Linked DNA regions of Rattus norvegicus: region 1 is linked to region 2. Evidence: chromatin contacts called from public Hi-C data. All regions are on one chromosome and are shown on one strand. Each heading gives the region's core, a stretch centred on a gene start, on an enhancer-like site or on the middle of the called end of the contact. The rest is flanking DNA. Distances are from core to core; before and after follow the strand shown.

Evidence for each region. A called contact is a pair of places that touch in the nucleus more often than the background predicts.
Region 1: a Hi-C map of mammary epithelial cells shows a contact between it and region 2, with 2.7 times the contacts expected there. The contact joins the promoter of Fxr2 here to the enhancer-like site in region 2.

Annotation. Positions count from the first base shown.
Region 1 is chr10:54,848,154-54,853,359 of GRCr8, reverse strand. It overlaps Fxr2 (FMR1 autosomal homolog 2), which reads right to left and starts at 3,691. Exons shown (of 17, transcript NM_001100647.1): 1 at 3,592-3,691. The coding sequence starts at 3,672. It also overlaps a transcript of Shbg not described here.
Region 2 is chr10:54,498,653-54,503,476 of GRCr8, reverse strand. No RefSeq gene overlaps it. Among named protein-coding and RNA genes, the nearest start is that of Gucy2d, 28 kb to the right of the region's middle. Within about 2 kb of position 3,251, at least 17 of the 93 cell types and tissues checked have an H3K27ac peak or open chromatin away from gene starts, as enhancers often do.

The sequences.
Region 1 (5,206 bases), core at 2,442-4,941, 350 kb before region 2:
TCCAGAGGTCCTGAGTTCAATTCCCAGCAACCACATGGTGGCTCACAACCATCTGTAAAGAGATCTGACGCCCTCTTCTGGTGTATCTGAAAACAGCTACAGTGTACTTATATATAATAAATGAATAAATCTTAAAAAAAAAGATGAAAAAGGGAGAAAGGGGAAGGAAAAAAGAAGGAAGAGACTGGAAGTGGGCTGCCTGGAGCACTTCAGTGGAAGGATACTTGCCTAGCATGTGGAAGGCTACGATGAGAGACCTCAAGTTCATGCTTAGCATGGTCAACAAAACAGGCTCCAGGTACACACAGCAAGACCCGTCTTATAGGGTGGTGGTGGCCCACACCTTCCAAGGCCAGCCTAACCTAGAGTGACTTCCAGAGAAGTCACACAGAGGAAATTCTGTCTCAGAAGAAAAAGAAACCCAGACAAGGTACAGAAAATAAGATTGACTACAGCAGAAAGTGAATATGGATTTCATGTGAAAAAAGGACAACTTAAAGAATGAAAGTAATGCCAGGTGAGATGGCACAGACCCATAAAATTCTAGTCAGTAGGAGGAAGAGCTAGGAGAATCATAAGCTCGAGCTTGAACTATTATAAAACTTCCTCCCAAAAACACAGACAAAAAAGAATTAAAACACACTATGAAGTTGGGGTTGGTGGTGTGTACCTGTAATCCCAGCACTTGGGAAATGAAGCCAGTAAAACCAGGAGTTCAAGGTCATCCCCAGCTAAAAGCCCAAGCCACCTGAAACTCACCTTAAAACAAAACATATCATCCTGACAGAAAAGGAAAGTTTGAGAGGATAGTTCTAAAATAACTTAGACCTCAGATCTGGTATCTATAGGCCCTAGGAAAAAAATCAAAGTAAAACACAGTTTTTTGAAAGGAGAAAGGGATCTCCCCAAACTTAAAAAGATCTAAAAGACAGTTAATACTCCCTTACTCACATCAAAGTTTGCTGAGTCATGAATATTAATCAACTTGGAATACGCAAGTATCTACAGTGTACACTGAGTTTAAAAAGGATTAGTCTAATTTTAGGGAATTGCCTTTTACTCAGTCATGGAGCAGAAAGTGAAGTGGCCAGAACACAAAATCTATGTTATTTGGCTTTTATTCAACTGTTAACTCTATACTATCAAAGAATCCTGTCTCTGCTTCACTCAAATCTATCACTGCTATGGCCCATAGGCCCATAGGATAAAATGACAAAAGTCAAAAGAGACTTTCTGTTTGCTACCCATATGTGTAACAGAAAACATGTCCCTTTGCAACCACTTCATACAGTTAATTTGAACTGAGCACTGATCTGTCCCATGTCCCAGCTGCGCATGGCTTCCATGCTTCCTTAAACCAAAAGCAAATATCTTATCTTGATCTCACACTCAATTGAAGAATCACTTTTCAAACTAGGAGTGGTTGTGGATGCTGCTTTTAATCCCAGCACTCAACAAAGGCAAACCTATCTCAGTGAGTTTGAGTTCAGGGCAGCCAAAGCTACAAAGAGAAATCCTGTCCCCAAAAATCAAAGCAAAGAAAAAAAAAAAAAAAAAAAAAGGAAAAGAAAAATATGATATAGATATATATATAGATATATATATACATATCTCACTTTTCTTGGAATTTAACATTTTGGGGTGAGAAAGATACAGATGAAGGCTAACATATCAAGAAAAATAGAACTAACAACTTATAGAGTACTTTTTGGTTTTGTTTGGGTTGTTTTTTCAGTCTGATTTCATTCTCCACACTAGTTTTGAACTTCAACAATCCTACTTCAGTCTTCCAAGTCCTAGGATTAGAGTAGGCACCACCATACCCAGCCTGAGGACACTTTTAACAAAGGTAATACAAATGTGGGGGAAAGGAGCCCCAGAGCCCCATCAGAGCCCAAAAGGAATTAAGAGACTTTTGCTACAGAAAACAGAAATGTTACAAAGACATTCTTCTAGTAAGAAAAAAAGTACCAAGAGTTAGGAAAGTGACAGGGAACCTTCTTCAGCTATACAAAGGATAGATAGGTGGACCTCAATGAGGATCCACAGGAGTACAAAAGTACCAAGACTTAATTGAGAGGCTAAATTAAAGCTAGGAGATATGTGTACCCATAGGCACTGGGTGAAGAACGTGATCAGAAAAGGGGAAATTGCCATGGCCTTCACAGTGGGTAACTAACGGGTCAGTTGAAGTGGGGGTAGGAAACACCTACAGAGGCGGGGCAGACCCGTCCCTTTTCAGCTACAAAAAGATACAATTTCATAGTAGTCAAAGTTATTTCCAAGGGCATGAGAAAGTAGAAAGTTCTACTAGGGTAGGGGGACAGACAACCAGAAGAAACATGAAGGAAAAAGGAATCTCATCTCCCATCTAATGCTATGAAAATTCTTCTTCTCCAGAATGAAAGGAGTAAGAGAGGAACCAAAATTTCCAGGACAATTCCATCCAAAAAAATGCAGAAGAGGTTCAGAACCCCACAAGATCAGATGAAGAAAATACCTGAGGGGTGAGAAGAATCAGTCTGAATCTAAATTAGGGGTGAAGGGGATCCAGAATGGACTCAGATACAGAAGATGGGGTGGATAATGGATAGAAAGAAAAAACAAAAGTTCTGGTCTGGCATGGTGGCTCAATCTATAATCCCAGAACTGTAACCCTAGGCTGAGGAAGGAGTACAGAAGAGTTCAAGTCCAGCCAGGGAATCTTGTCCCAACCACACCCCTCAAAAAAGTTCACAGGAATCAAATCTTGGACAAAGAAAAAGCTGAAATAAGCAATTCTGAAAGCTACTTTTTTCTTTCCAAAAAGACTGTCAACAAGCAGAAATCAGAAGAACAGAAGCATGTGGAGATGGCCTTTTAGAGATGGTGAGGCTTAAACTTACCAAGAAGATATAGGAATGACCTAAATACATCTAGAGTCAAAGAGATAAAACACGAATCCATCCCTGGAGAGCTGGCTTTGGTATAAAGGTGTGGTAGGTGACAGACTTGTCCAACAAATCCACTAAATGGCTGGCTGGCTGGCTGATAAAACCTGAGGCCAAAGATGCTAAAGTAACAAATGGGTTCTGACCATTTCTTGTCAGACTGGGAACAGGAATGTAAGATGAAAGTTGAGCAAATGGTTCTAGAGCCAGTAGGCAAAGAAGCCTCCCTGAAGACCGAAGACCTAATATGGCACAGTGGACCTTCACAAGGGGGTCATGTAGGAAAAGAAAGGGAATCCTCCATGTGCTTGGCTGTAGGGGAGATGTGATTAAAAGCTGAAGTATCTCCTACACTAAAAAACAAGAAAAGTCGATTAGAAGCTAAGAAAAGGGGTTTCTCCAGGGTTCCCATCCACGCATAGTAATGACCTGATGTTCATGCCTTCAGCTGAGGATAAAAGCAGGTGTAATAGCGGGCTCAAAAATAAAAGCACGAGGGTTAACTCCCACGATCTCCCCGGGAGGGTTTCGAGTGGGAACGTGGGTCGAAGGTTCGAAGGGTCAGGACTAAGCTCCAGAAACTCGATCCCGCTGCACTCTTCCCTGCCTCGGCTGGGGGAGGGGGCTAAGGAGTGTGTCCCGGGTCGACGCGCCGTCTCACCTTGTAGAAGGCCCCGTTGGAGCCCCGCACCTCGACGGGCAGTCCCGGCTCCACATCCCCCCCAGAGGCCAGGCCGCCCATGGCGCCGCCACCACCTCCGACTGCCCCGGCAGCAGCTGAAACAGAGCCCTGAGTGCGGGCCGGGCCGGGCCCCCGGCGTCTCCCAGGAGGAGGAGCCGGAGGGGGAGCCGCGGGGGGCGGGAGCCGGGCCGGCCCCACGGCGGCCCTGCTACAGCCGACGAGCAGGGGGCCGGGGCCGGGCCGCTCCCCGTCCGCCGCCGCCGCTGCCTTGGTCTCCGCCACCGTGAGGGAAACGGCCGCCGCCGCCGCCGCCTTCGTCACCTCAGCTTCCGCCCGCCGGCGCCCCCGCTGCTGCCTCAGTCCCGGGACCCGCTGCTGCCGCTGCCGCTCCACGGCCTCCACCTCCCCCTGCCGCCGCCGCCTACTGCGCAGGCGCACAGGGCACCCGCCCGCCGCGCGCGGAGCCGGAGGGCCAAGGCGCAGGCGTCTAGGCTAGCGACCTAGCTCCCGCTCGCCAGCGCGTCAGGGCTTCCACATTCTCTTGCACTCTCTCACGCCCCCTCCTGGTCGCGTCTCTGCGCTTGCGCAGAACGAGATGAGCGCTCTATCTGTACCGCTCCAACCTTCCACTGTCCCTGTCCCTTCCTTTCCCCGCCCCACAACACTGGAAGCAAACCAATCAAGGGAAGAGAGGGGCCGCGCTCGCTCCGTCGGATTGGACTTCCGCCTCCACAAAGTGAGCCCCCATGGAGCCTGGGCAATTTAGGGATGGGCATGCGCCGGAATGACTGCTTGGTCACTTTCACCACCTTTGTCTTTCTCGGTGCGCACACTCCAAAGGGGGGCTGGGAGGGTTGGGACCGAAAGGAAAAAAACTGCCCAGTGCGCAGGCGCTGGGCTTTGGTGTCCATGCGCATGTGTTGACTCTCTGCATCCGTAGGAGAATCAAGAGTCACGGTTCTTGGCTTGAGTAGATTTTTTTTTTTTTAAGTTTTGTGAGACAGGGTCTCCTGTATCCTAGGCTGACCGTGTAGTGCGGGAATGACCTTGAATTCCTGATCCTCCAACCTTCGCCTCCCAAGTGCAAAAATTACAGGCATGTCATTTCCATGCTTGCCCTAAGTTGATTCTAATATTCTAGTAAACTCAATGCCCTGTGAAAAACAAAGTGCCACATAACCTGATACATAAATGCTGAGGAGATTCAAAACAGGAAAAATTGTCACAGAGTAACTAAAACATCCTGGCCTGGAAAGATGGCTCAACTATCAACCTTAACAACTGGAGTTGTATTCCTAGACCCACAAGATGGAAGGAGATATCCCCCACCTCCTGCAAGTTGTCTCCTGACCATCACACATATGACATCATTCATGGTCACCCACACATATAACAGAATTTCTTTTTAAGTAAAAATAAGGAATGTTAAGTGGAGAGATGTCAGCTAGGGGCTGGAGTGATGGCTCAGTGGTTAGAGCGCTGACTGCTCTTCCAGAGGTCCTGAGTTCAATTCCCAGCAACCACATGGTGGTTCACAACCATCTGTAATGGGATCTGATGCCCTCTTCTGGTGCATCTGAAGACAGCTACAATG
Region 2 (4,824 bases), core at 2,002-4,501:
CACCACATGTGTGCCTGTGGAGGAAGTTCTGACACCAGAAGATCCCTGGGAACTGGAGTTACAGATGGTTGTGAGACACAGTGTGGCTGCTAGGAATTGAACATAGGTCCTACGTGAGAAGCAGCAAGTGCTCTTAACTGCTAAGCCATCTCTCCAACTCATACCTTCTTTAAAAAACAATTTCATACAATGTATTTGATCGGTAGGAAACAAGTCAGAAACAGGTAGACATTCCTGGTAATGGGGACTTTACTTGCTAGCATGTGGTCTGTAGTTGGGGTGTTGCCCTCCACTTTCTCTGTTGCCCAATGTTTAACCTAGCATTTGAACGTGTTCACACTTGTTTTCAAACATTGATAAGCAGCAGTTATGTACGGTCACTGACTATAGAGGAGATAGAGGGACATCACATCCACGTGACATTAAGGGCCTGTGTAAGAAAGGTGGGGTTGTATTTTCTGGTCGGCATGGGGTTAGGCCAGTCCCATTTTCTCCTGTTCTCCACTTCTTTCTTTGACAGAATCTCCTCAGGAAATGGAGGCTGCCCTCAAATTTGACGCTCTTGTGAACATCTCCAGTATTAGATCTCCACACATGCGCCATCATACCCGGCTTCTTTGTTTGCTTTTATGATGTCCTAAACCAGCTAACTAACTGCCTGGGAGGTATATGAAGTCATTTTAAATTTAGGTAATGAAATAAATGCCCAGATCCTGGTATATGATATTAAATCAGTTATTATTATTCAGACACGGGATCCTTAGCTAATCATGCCTTCTGATTTCTGGTGACCGGACTGCTGTAACTAGACTCTGCTTTATCACAAAGTACTCAAAATATTATAGCTTAAACCACATGATACCCTCATTGCTTTTGGGGTGTGTGTGTGTGTGTGTGTGTGTGTGTATGTGTGTGTGTCTCCTCAGGGATTTACAAGCAGGGAATCTGAGGCTCAGCTGTGCTGTATGGTGGGTCAGTCGGTGGGACTGAGCCCTTAGCCTGCAGGATCTGATGCCATCTGGAGGTAAAAATGGACTGAATTAGAGGGCACTGGACTGCTGAAGGACTGATTTATCAGGTAAGCAATGCCTCGCATACACCCTGGTGTTCTAGGAGTCTGAAGTGTTTCTCTTTACCATGTGCGGCGGTCAGGTTTTGGAGAGGATTGCTGTCACGTAATTGTGGGGCTGTTCTGCAGCCATCTGTATGCTGAGGTTTTAAGGACACTCTGTAACTCTAGCTTTCGTAGGTCAGCTGGCCCTCAGCCCCTGCTGTTGCAGCTTTGGATAACATCTTGGTGACTGTCAGGACCCACGAGTGCTTCCGAGCAAGGGCTTACCTCTGGTCTTCAGTAGTCTCTTGTCTTCGGTCTTTAGAGCCTTTCATCTTCTGAAGTCTTTACTCACCGAAGACGTCGCTCTCCTTTGCTGAAATCCCAGCGGTTCTTCATAGCTTCAGCTCTACAAAGCCTCTGCCCACAGCTCTTTGATGGACTCCTCTGTCCCCTTCTAGGGGCTGCTGGTGTGCTTGGAACTAGCAGCCCCAGGAATCGCCTGTTCCTCATTCAACTAGTTTGGCCTATTCTACCTGTGATAAAGGCAAACCACCATTAGTTATCGCTCTTCTGTGATAACGTTAGGTAGTTTATGGGGGTGGGGGGAGTGTCCCAGACCTCTAGAGAGGAGCATCCTTCATCACCAGTTCTTTGCTCTAGCTCTCATGGGGGCTTCTCCTCACTGGGTTGTCACGTGTAGGTGGGGCTATCTGAAGACACAGTGGATCTGGTCATCCGAAGCTGTCATGGCCTAGGTAGAGGCTCCCCAAAGCCTCCAGTCTTAGGGTGGTAGGCAAGAGAGCTGTGTTAGCTCCCCTCAACTGAAAGGAAGTTTCTTTGGGATATCTGCAACTATTCTGAAGTCTCCTCCCAGTGTCATTGGCTAGATCTGGATCTCTCCCAGGTTACACGGGCTTTAAAATTGATTGCCTTGGGGGTTGGGGATTTAGCTCAGCGGTAGAGCGCTTGCTTAGTGAGCGCAAGGCCCTGGGTTCGGACCCCAGCTCTGGAAAAAAAAAATTGATTGCCTTGGCAGCAGCTGGATTACTAAGATGACTTGATTGACAGCTCCCACTGCCTCTGTGGAAATGGCCACAGGTCCTTCGGCAACAGGGGCAATGCCACACCCAGTATCAGCGGACTCAGGAACTGTGGAGGTGACAACTTTAGTTCCTGATCCAGCCTTCCTCTCTGTGGGTCCTGGGGTAGGTGCTTGGCTTTGTCCTTGGCAACAGTTGCTTTAGCGGGGGGGGGGGGGGGGGGAGCGGGGGGGGGGGCTTGTGAAAGGTTTGGCTGCTGTCAGTCAAATCTCCCACTTACCCCACCAGACAGATTTCATCTTTTGCAAGGTAAAAAATGTACGTGGGGTGCTTGTGACAAAGATAACCCACAGTTAAGGATTTCTTTTCATCATTTTTTTTTCCTGACAGTTTTTAACCTTTAACCCAATAACCTTAGGGAGGGGGAGGGGCTCTTGATCTCTGTTGTTACCCACGGTCCTTTCTCTGGCTTTTCGGGGTATGTAGTTAATGTCTCTGTCCACCCTACTACATAACAGCACCCGGAGCGCCTCCCTGCTGTCTCTCTGGAGCTTAGTTTCGAGCGATCAGCAGCCCCCACGGCTCCTCACTTGCCTTTGCGTTACTGAGTCATATCAGGAACACTGAAGAAAAAGAAAAGTTTAAGTCGCTGACTTCCTAGAACCCAGACGACAACTGTACTCATCCCCAAACTTGCCTTTGAGCAAGTTTGTTCTGTTCTAGTTTTTTTTTTCCTCAGAATTGCACCTGAACAAGGACTCAAGGCAAATTTAAAAACAAGCATTTCCTGTCCTCTGCTCATTAAAACCTGCCTCCTTATCCCTTCCTCCCCACAAAACATCCATAGGATCCTTTAAAGTAAAAGGTTCTTTACTGAGATAAAGAAAATCTGGGCGCCTCAGACCAGAGAGCCCCCGGCAAACAAGGACAGCATGAATGGCACCCAGAGTCCATCTTTGACTCAATTAGGCGGAATCAATCTTGTCACTGAGTTTCCAAGGAAATTCAATTAGAGGTCAAGTGTAGGAAGCAGGCTAGCGGTGGCTTAAGCAGCAGACATGACAGGCGGTCGATAGCTGCCTGGGGATGAGTTGGACTTCAGAGTCCCTGGATCGCAGTGAGAGGCAGGAGCTGTCAGAGGAAGAGGCTCCTACAGGCTCAAGCTGACCACCCAGGGTCTAAGCCAAGCACCGCGGCGGGAGCTGCAAAGGACCCACACTTAGCTCAGTTACCGTTGTGATGGGTGACTCGAGGCCATGGGAGGGACCACCACGACCCAGGAGGGAGCCGCAGCACCGCGTGTGCGATCTGCGTGGACAGAAACTTTAGTGCCCAGTCACGGACAGTGCGGTGGAAGAAAAGTCTTAACTCCTTAAGAGGGCAAGGTTGGGAGGCGCTTTCTCTGTTAAACATGGAGTCATTCCCCCTCTAGTGGTCACACAGGGTTTTACAAAAGCAAGTTTGTAAATTAAAACAAAGCAAAGCAAAGCAATAAACCCAAGCAACCAACCAACCAACCAAACAAAAGACCCAGAAACTAAATAAAACAACTGAATACACTACATTTAAAAGGCTTTTGGCTGGACATGATGGTGCACACCTTTAATCCAGCATTCAGAGGCAGGCAGGACTCTGTGAGTTTGAGGATGGCTTGGGCAACATAGAGAGACCCTGTTGATGATGATGATGATGACGATGATGATGATGGTGGTGGTGGTGGTGGTGATGGTGGTGGTGGTGGTGGTGATGATGATGATGATAGTTGGGGAGATGGTTCGGTGGGTAAGGACATGCCCGATGACCTGCATTGGATCCCTAGGACCCACACTGTGGAAGAAGGGCAGCAATGCTCAAAAGTTCTCCTCTGATCTAGACACAGACAGACAGACAGACACACACACACATACACACACGCACACACTCATACAGACAGATACACACACATACAGAGACACCCATGCACACTCACACACTCTTACAGACAGACATACACACAGACACACATGCACACACACACACACACACACACACACACACACACACACAGAGTGAGGGAAGATATAAATACCAAAGAGCTTTTAAACGCATGAACAGAAGTGAAGTATAAACTCAAAGGGAAATTTAAGAGAAAACAGTAATGCCATGTTTTTCCTACGTAATAGACTGGCAAGGGCCCCCAGATCCAAGGTTGGATGAAACATTCTGATGGTAATTTGAGAGACCCTGATAACCTTGCATTTCCCCCTTGACAGCACAGTACGTGCACATCCATGCAGAATAACAGAAAACCTTCACTGAGACGCTCACAGCCACAATGAAAGCAACCCAAGTGCCCGATCCTGGGAGACTGCCTATGTGTAAGTCACGTGGTGGACTAAATATAATACAAAGTGTGGGGGCGGGGGAGGAGGAAGAATTCTATGTACTGATTTGAATTCCTAGTCGGCCATCACTGAGTAATGCAGGTGCTGAAGGAGAGAGGATGTGCTGCCTCTTCAACAGAAAGGAGGAGGCGGAGCACACATTTGGGGGAAATGTCTCCTTTACTGGAAGAGGACAGAGAAGACGGGAGGAGTTGTTGTTCCATGACGTCCTTTTAGAACACCGTGATTCTTAAAGATATACATCTCTATTTTAAAAATTTCCAGAAATAGGGAGATGGTCCACAGGGTAGTGGAGTTGAACTTGCCCTTTGAGAGGTAGGAAAATATTAATGAATTACAAGGCAGA